2 separate regions of the Mus musculus genome follow, and region 1 is linked to region 2. The links are chromatin contacts, called in public promoter capture Hi-C maps. All regions are on one chromosome and are shown on one strand. Each heading gives the region's core, a stretch centred on a gene start, on an enhancer-like site or on the middle of the called end of the contact. The rest is flanking DNA. Distances are from core to core; before and after follow the strand shown.

Region 1 (3,826 bases), core at 64-2,563, 88 kb before region 2:
AGTCACAAGGGCTGTGATAGAGCAGCTCTAATGGGAGACTTATACGCCACATCAAGGAAAGAATGGCCAGCTGGGGGACCCCAGCAAGACCCCCAAAGTAGCCACAAACAGATGCATCTCCCAGAGAAACCCAAACCACCAGGAGACCCTTACCCCACGCTTATCTATAGGAAAGTACCACAAAGGTGCAGAGAATATTTGCCAAAGGCGGCACAGTGGTGCCTCTCCATCGGAGGTATTCTGTCGTGTGATCTCGATCTCCAAGCACCACCAAGTGGCTTCAGCTTCTCCTCTTCTTGGACTATGGGCTACCCTGTGTCACCTCCACAAGTTCCCAGTGTATTGTCCTTTTCTGTTGCCACCAATATTGGAGTTCATGCTGCAGTCCTAAGCTTTAGCAATATTTGTTTTTTACCCCCACAAGCATTGTGGAAACTCCATGGAAAGGCAGATTTTCTCTCACTGTCCTCATTGATCAGTTACTTACAGCAAGACAGCTATTGTTTCATTCACTCATTTACCTGATTGGTTTTTATTAATTGGCATTTTTTTTCTATGCCAAACAATGTTGTTAGTTGGTTTTTGTTTTTGTTTTTGTTTTTGTTTTTCTTCCTGGACACTAGGTTCACATCAGGGAACAAAACAGACAAGAACAGAGATGCCTCCTCCTCCTCCTCCTCATTTAAATATTCTCATACAAGTAAATTATTAATCCCACAAACTTACAGAAAAAAAAAAGGCTATCTACCCAGAAAATTCGTCGTCCGCTCTCTGGCTGGCCTGGAACTCGTAAAGACTGCCTGCTTTTGCCTCCTGAGTGCCGAAATCAAACACCAGCTAATTTGTAAAGAGAGGAAAGACAACCTGGCTGTCTTTCTGTAAGTGCTCCTAAATTCTCTGAAAATATTTAAAGTTACTGAGAAAGGAGGAAGAAAGTCCTGGAGCTCTTGCGATATATTGAAGAGATCTGGAGGAAGGATGAGCAGGAGAGGCGAGGGGCAGTTTTGGGGGGACCTGCTAGCACGAGGCCGATCCATCAGCACGCGTCCCGTGCCCCACGGTGTCTGCGAGGGCTGGTTACAGCCCAACCGCCCCTGGTGATGGGGCATCCCGAGAGGCAGGATGGAGAGCGCCCCCCATCTCCCTCATATCCCACTATCAACCCCACCCCACTCCACCACCCCCGCCCCCCCCACCCCCGCTTACTGGTTTGGTTCATCCTGGAGATGCAGAAACACGAGAAACCAAAGAGCAGGACGGCAACGAAGGCGAAGAGCAAGTTAACGTTCTTGGCCTTCATCGTGGCAGCGTCACTGCCAACACCAGGCTGCACAGGCACTGAGCCTGCGTCCTTGACCCCGCGTGCTTGCTCGCCCTCCCAAGGGGCCGTTGCTACGGTCCTCAGGTCCCCAACACTTTCTCCCAGGCACATCGTGGTCCCCTCTTGACCACACTTTACAATCCTTTGGCAAGGCTGTGAAAAACTGTGGGTCAGCCCTGCGCTGCCTGGCCATGACCAGACATTATCATCTTAGGGTAATTTCCTGCGAGAATTCATCAGATTTCGATTCAAAGGTGTGAAACACATGACACAGCCCTTCATGTTTCCCATTTGGTCTTTACACTCTGATCTCTCTTGGAGACTTGCAGGCAGTGTTTGGGTGATGCACAATCTCTTTTCTGCAAGAGCACCCAGTTTCTGGCCCCTTTGAAAGCTTTAAAAGATTTGGACACCCACCTGCTTGAGAATGTTGCGCTGAATAGTAATGGCCGGGAGTTGTGAGTAGTGAGATCCTAGAAGAGGGAGGCAAAGACAGCTGATAGCTACTTCACTTTTCTGCTCCTCCAGCCCCTCTTCCGCCCCATTTCCCAGGCGTTTGCTGAGCTCTCTTGGAGGCCACAAGGCAAGCAAACCCTGCTAGGACAGACACATAAACCCACTTGCTAGTCTCTGAAGCGATGGAGAAAGTCCTTACTATAGAGAAGGAAGGTATCAAGGAAAATATCGTCAGAAGGACATCAGCTTCTCTGTGTTGATTGGAGCACCAACTAACTGGTTTTCAGCCTTTTTCTTGCATGTCTCACCCCAGTAAGTCTAAGCCTCTCCTTCAAGCTCTTTATCGCCAAAGCCCCTCAGTTTTATCAAGGGCATCAGGTCCTTCTGACTGCTATTACACTCATCATCTATAAAATGTTTACAGTCCTTCTTAGGGACATGTTTCTAGATCCCCACTTCTGCCCTGACACCCACGTTGTTATGGTGACATTCAAACTGGCGCCACCCTAGGCTGTCCACAATTCATCCAATAAGATGATTTTCCTAGTGCACTACTATCTGCCTGTCACTACGGCTTAGCAGTTCCTGTCTTCCTCACCAGGTGATAAAGTCCCAGGAAGGGTCTTCACTTAGAAAACGAGCATTGTTGTAAATTACAACACAGAGCAATACCAAACTGTTAGTGTCTGACATGAACTCAAGCCTCCAAGTCATGGCTTACCGCAGGTTACTCAACGTTCAGGAGAAAGTGCTGCAGGAGCTAAGGTCAAGTGGAGTGCAGCTATGTTCCAACCACACACACGGAGTCCAGGAAGGAGTAGGTTACAGTCAATCTCATGATAGGAAGTCATATGTGTTACTGGTTCCCTAACACACACACACACACACACACACACACACACACACACACACACACACACAGAATTTTCAATGGGCTGGTGGATTGGTCAGCAATTTTCTGGGTCCCCCCAAATGAATTATCAATTTGAAAAAGTTTGTAGGGTGGGAAAGAGAGAATTTGATCAGAACACCATTGCCTGCTTTACCCTGACCCCTAGCATCCCCAAATACTTGGGAAAATGTTTTCCACTTACCAGCCCTAAAGTGTGGGCAAAGCATGCATTCACATAACCGAACCAGCATCTCCCTCAATATGATACTCTGTTTTCAGTGTGGTGTTCTGTCATCAGTTTGACAGCTCATCTCCTGGGTACACATCTTGCTGGGATTCTCTTGTTTTGGGAGAAGGTAAATAAATGGCTTTGCACAGGCCCTGAGAATACACCGCAGTGAGGTATATAATAGAGAACCAGGCTGTTACACAAAACATTATTCAAAGATCTCCATGGTGCTCTAAGCTCTGGCTTTATTTAGCCCAAGATAAACTAAGGGTCAAACTTCCTAGAATCCTCTGGGGACTACATAGTAATTCTATACATTCATGGAAACTTAGATTTAAACCTGTGTGCACAGGAGATCTTCACAGGACTTGAATTCAGCAGGTTCTTACTATACTAAGCTAGCAGCTTGGGTAAGGGTCCAATATATCTACTAATAGTAGCTACCTGGGCAGCTGCGTTAAGAGGTTTCCAGGTAATCCATTTGTAATGTCGTTTACCTTTCAAAAGAATCTTGTTTTCACTGTTGTCATCCATGTGAGCTCCCTCTGTATCCCTCCCTCGGGAACCCCACCTGGTCTCCCATGAGCACACCCCTAGCATTGTGGTACTCAGAACACTCGTTCATCAAGACTTACATTTTCTTGCCCACATGGAATATTCATTACTGCCCATGACTCTGTAAATGTTTAAATGTTGCCCAGGACAAAGAAGTAAGAAGCCCTTCCACTCTCTATGGGTTCAGCCCATTATATACAACTGGATCTTTAATTGCCCACCAGGCAAGGGTAGCGGGTTTTTAATGCTTAGATTACTATGACACAGGGACTCTTATGGATAAACCAAGAGGCTTGTTCTGTCGTGGTGGAAAGTGGGTTGTTTAGGTCCAGGTTTCATGATCACTGAGCAGCAGAAGCTGGCTGAGAATTCA
Region 2 (3,754 bases), core at 727-3,226:
ATCCAGTGACCAGGCAGACACTTCATATGCACGCTGCTGATGCTTCCCCGCTGAAATGGACTGTGCCCTCAAACTGTGAGCCAAAAGAAACACTTCCAGCTTAAGCTGCTTAAGTTGTAGGTCATCTTGTTACAGGGATGAGAAAAGGGATGGATGCACAAGATAACAGACAGGCACAATTCCCTCAGAAAAATTCATCCTGACGTCCAGGCACAAGGCTTGCTACACTTCTGACTTCACATCGAGTGGGCCAAGCTCTCTTACCACGCAACAGTTTCTCCATCCCATTATAAATGGAATAAAGGTCCAATCACAGCAGAGAAGTGAGCAAAGCTGGTAGATAGCCAGCATCCTGTACCCTGCTGGTCAGGTGTCTGGTGTGCATGTGTGCGCATATGTGTGCGTGTCCTAGCCAGACGCAGTCCTTGTGAGAGTGTGCACATATCCCACTTATAGACAGTCCTTTAGCCAGGAAACAGACAGCAAAGACTTCCATTTATGCTATGGTTTTCCAGTCTTTAATTAAAATAGATTTGATGTTACTTAGAAATATTATGAAACCATATATTACAAAGGCTTACCTATATGTGATTATTCTATATAGGGTATCTCTTAATTTTTATATTGTTTTGTAAAACAATCCAATCCACCATCTAGCTATTCCTTTTTCCCTGGGAAACCTGTCAGGGTTGACAGGATATGTTAGCATTTTACTGCCATATGCATTCTCTATTCATGTATTTTTTTTAAAAAGCCTACATATTAGTTATTTATGTCTATGGTGTGTGTGTGCATGTGTGTGTGTGTGTGTGTGTGTGTGTGTGTGTGTGTGTGTGTGTGTGTGTGTGTGTATTTGCCACAGTCCTGTGTGAAGGAGGTCAGAGAACACTCTGTGAGAGTTGGCCCTCCCTCTCCACCAGGAAGGTACGGGAACTCAGATCAGACTTGGAAGCAGGCACCTTCACCAGATGAATCTTCTTACAAGCGCCCTGATAACATGTTCTGAACTCATATCAACATCTGTCTCATGGTCGGGCGTGGTGGCGCACGCCTTTAATCCCAGCACTCGGGAGACAGAGGCAGGTGGATTTCTGAGTTCGAGGCCAGCCTGGTCTACAAAGTGAGTTCCAGGACAGCCAGGGCTACACAGAGAAACCCTATCTCAAAACAAACAAACAAACAAACTAACTAACTAAACAACCCACAAAAAAAAACCCCATCTGTCTCATGTGTCAAGTGGGCTGTAGATTACCCATTAATACAGCTATTAACCAGACACAATCTTACAACTAGCATGCAAACCTTGTATGCATTCTTCCTTCCTCTAGACTCAGTGTGGGGACCCTGAGTGCTATCGAGGGGAACCCCAGGTGACACCCCCATTGTCCCCACCCAGCTCATACAAGAATATCGCATCCTTACTCAGCCCAGAGACGAACTCTCGGAAGTTAATCAAGGAGTCTCCATTCTCATCTAACAGCTGGAACAGGCGGGAGGCCAGCACATCGGAGTGTGTGCCACACGCCCAGGGAAAGAGCAGCACGAACATGCCCTTGAACTGCTCAAAGTCGATGCGGTACTGCTCCAGGTAAGGCAGGCTGGGGTCGTGTCGGTCCAGGGCATTGCTGCTCCCACCCCAGTAGCAGCTGGTCAGATGCTCAGCCTGAAAAATGTTGCAAAGTGGTTACTGTCACTCATACAGCCCCAGACCACTGCTGTTACCCTAGGCACAGTGTCCAATCTGCCTGTGTGTGGGCCTCCTACTATACACAGGAGCACCTAGCTTGTGAAACTGTAAGTCTAGAAGATACCATGGTGAGAACGAAGAGCTAGGCTCAGCAGTGGTTTCCTGATGCGGTGGATAGAAATCAGTGTTTCATCAGAAGAGTGCAGGAGCTTGACTTGTGTATCGAGTCAATACACATCTGGCCTCCCTACCAGGGGAGAGAGGAAAAATGACACTGGCGCCCTCTAGTGGTGAAGATGTAGGAGGGCGCATTAGGGAGACCCTTCAGGTCTATGCTCAGTTCCTGTAAGAGCTGTCTACAGGATGTCCATGCTTTCTTCTATGTTTGTTCCTAGATCATCTTTTCACCTGCTCAAAAGAACCACACTGAGATCTGCTGGTGGCTTTTGTTTCTGAGTCATGGTGTCACTCAATCCAGGCTGGCATCACCCTTGAACTGATGTTCCTGCCTCCAACTCCCAAGTACTGTGTTAACTGCCACACTCCAACCCGTGACATTGACCAGAGAAGACAAAAAACTTCTGTAGAAGAATCACATTTAAAACTTATTAGGTTATATTTTTCTTATTAAGGATCCTTATTGATCCTTATTAAGGATCAATACCAATAGTGGCTCAACGAACAAATGGAAACCACAGGAATTTAAGCTCATGATGCCCTTCGCTAGGCGTGTAGACAGTTTTTGTTAGGGTTTGGCTATGAGCCATCCCCACAACAATGCTATATGCTGTTAACTTGGTCCCTGAAGGATGGATCCCATCACTGAGATGTGACTGAGTCACAATTGCCTGGTCTTCCTTCATGAGTGGATTAATCATTTGCTGGCTTTATCGGGGCATGACGGAAACTTCTGGATGTGGAGCCTGGTTGGAGGAAGTGGGTCATATTCTAGAGGACTCTCTCTTGTCTTGGACCTCTCTTAGTGTTTTTCTGTTCCTTGGCTGCCATGCTGTGAAGATTTTCTCCTCCTTTTCCGTGATGTTCTGCATCACCACAGCACTAACAGAACTGGCCACCACCGCCAGGGGACTTGGGAAACAGTGAACTCTAACCACGTCTCCTACATACCATGCTGCTGCTTCTAGCTATACATTTTTTAAAGGGTGATTAGGAGCTTAGTAGGTATAGAAATTTCAGGCAGAATTTGAACTTTGATCACCACTGGTCTATGGAGTTTTAGAACTCAAGATCCCATGTCCTAAGGTCCAAGAAAACTAACTGTACCAGATGGTGAGGAAGAGAGCTAAAATGTCCACTTAAATTAATGCTGAGAGCCAATTTACTCTTCCTACTTAGCAGGACAGCTTTGTTCTCCCGGCTCTGTCTTCCTTCTCATGTATATTGGCGACCCAGGGAAGCCCCAAATCACCGAACAGAAAGATCAAGGACTCACTGAGCGATTACGGCTTCTTTTCATCATATTAAGTTCTTTTCATCCCTCTGAATTTACTTTGAAACTCACCTTGAAAAGAGCGTACAGTTCTTCCAGCTCATCGATGGTGAAGGACGTCTCCGTCACAATGGTCCGTACCTGTAAGGGAGCGCGCAGACTCAAAACATGGCACACCAAGAAAGCCTCTAGGTTCTTTCTCAAATTCTGCCAAGCTGGAGCGGGGGTTGGGGGGGTGGGGGGGGCGGCAGCAGGAGGGTGAGCTGGGAGGGGCAAAGTGAGGTATTCCCCGCCCCTGCCCCGCCCCCGTCCCACCGCCCATCCCTCCCCGCTGCCCTTCACGGGGCTTACCACATTGCGTTTGGTGGTGTCCTCCAGGGTCTGGATCACTTTCAGCCTCTGCTTGAATCGCATCTGCTCAATCAAATCGGCCCGGATAGTTCCAAATTTCTAGAAAGGAGGAATTTTGGTGTTTCTGAAAAAAATGTGCTCAAGCACGCAGGGTCACATGCACAGACTGGTGGAAACACCTGCGGTACAGGACGAACGACTCTGTGACAGTGATGAGAAAGCCATTTAGGGACTGTAAATCAATAATGTAGAGATTGTCCTATACC

The links. Promoter capture Hi-C pulls out the DNA fragments that hold promoters and counts their contacts.
Region 1: a contact with region 2 is called in a promoter capture Hi-C map of stem cell-derived epiblast-like cells, with 2.2 times the contacts expected there. The contact joins the promoter of Mgat4d here to the enhancer-like site in region 2. A contact is called at or near these places in 25 of 39 promoter capture datasets (the 3T3-L1 cell line, 3T3-L1-derived adipocytes, the C10 cell line and 16 more), 8 of 15 datasets of contacts at CTCF or cohesin (CD8 T cells, the G1E-ER4 cell line, the NIH/3T3 cell line and 5 more), 109 of 484 Hi-C or Micro-C datasets (the 3T3-L1 cell line, 3T3-L1-derived adipocytes, the AML12 cell line and 53 more), 18 of 115 datasets of contacts at active chromatin or transcription factors (astrocytes, bone marrow-derived dendritic cells, bone marrow-derived macrophages and 6 more) and 5 of 9 other capture datasets (adipose tissue, embryonic stem cells, liver and 2 more).

The regions. Positions count from the first base shown.
Region 1 is chr8:83,345,959-83,349,784 of GRCm38.p6, reverse strand. Mgat4d (MGAT4 family, member C) reads right to left here and starts at 1,313. Exons shown (of 11, transcript NM_026233.2): 1 at 1,207-1,313. The coding sequence starts at 1,300.
Region 2 is chr8:83,258,828-83,262,581 of GRCm38.p6, reverse strand. It overlaps Tbc1d9 (TBC1 domain family, member 9), which reads right to left. Exons shown (of 21, transcript NM_001111304.1): 14 at 3,489-3,587; 15 at 3,210-3,278; 16 at 1,423-1,663. Among named protein-coding and RNA genes, the nearest start is that of Ucp1, 30 kb to the left of the region's middle. Within about 2 kb of position 1,976, at least 26 of the 459 cell types and tissues checked have an H3K27ac peak or open chromatin away from gene starts, as enhancers often do. A contact at or near this core is called in epiblast stem cells and stem cell-derived epiblast-like cells, where this site is marked.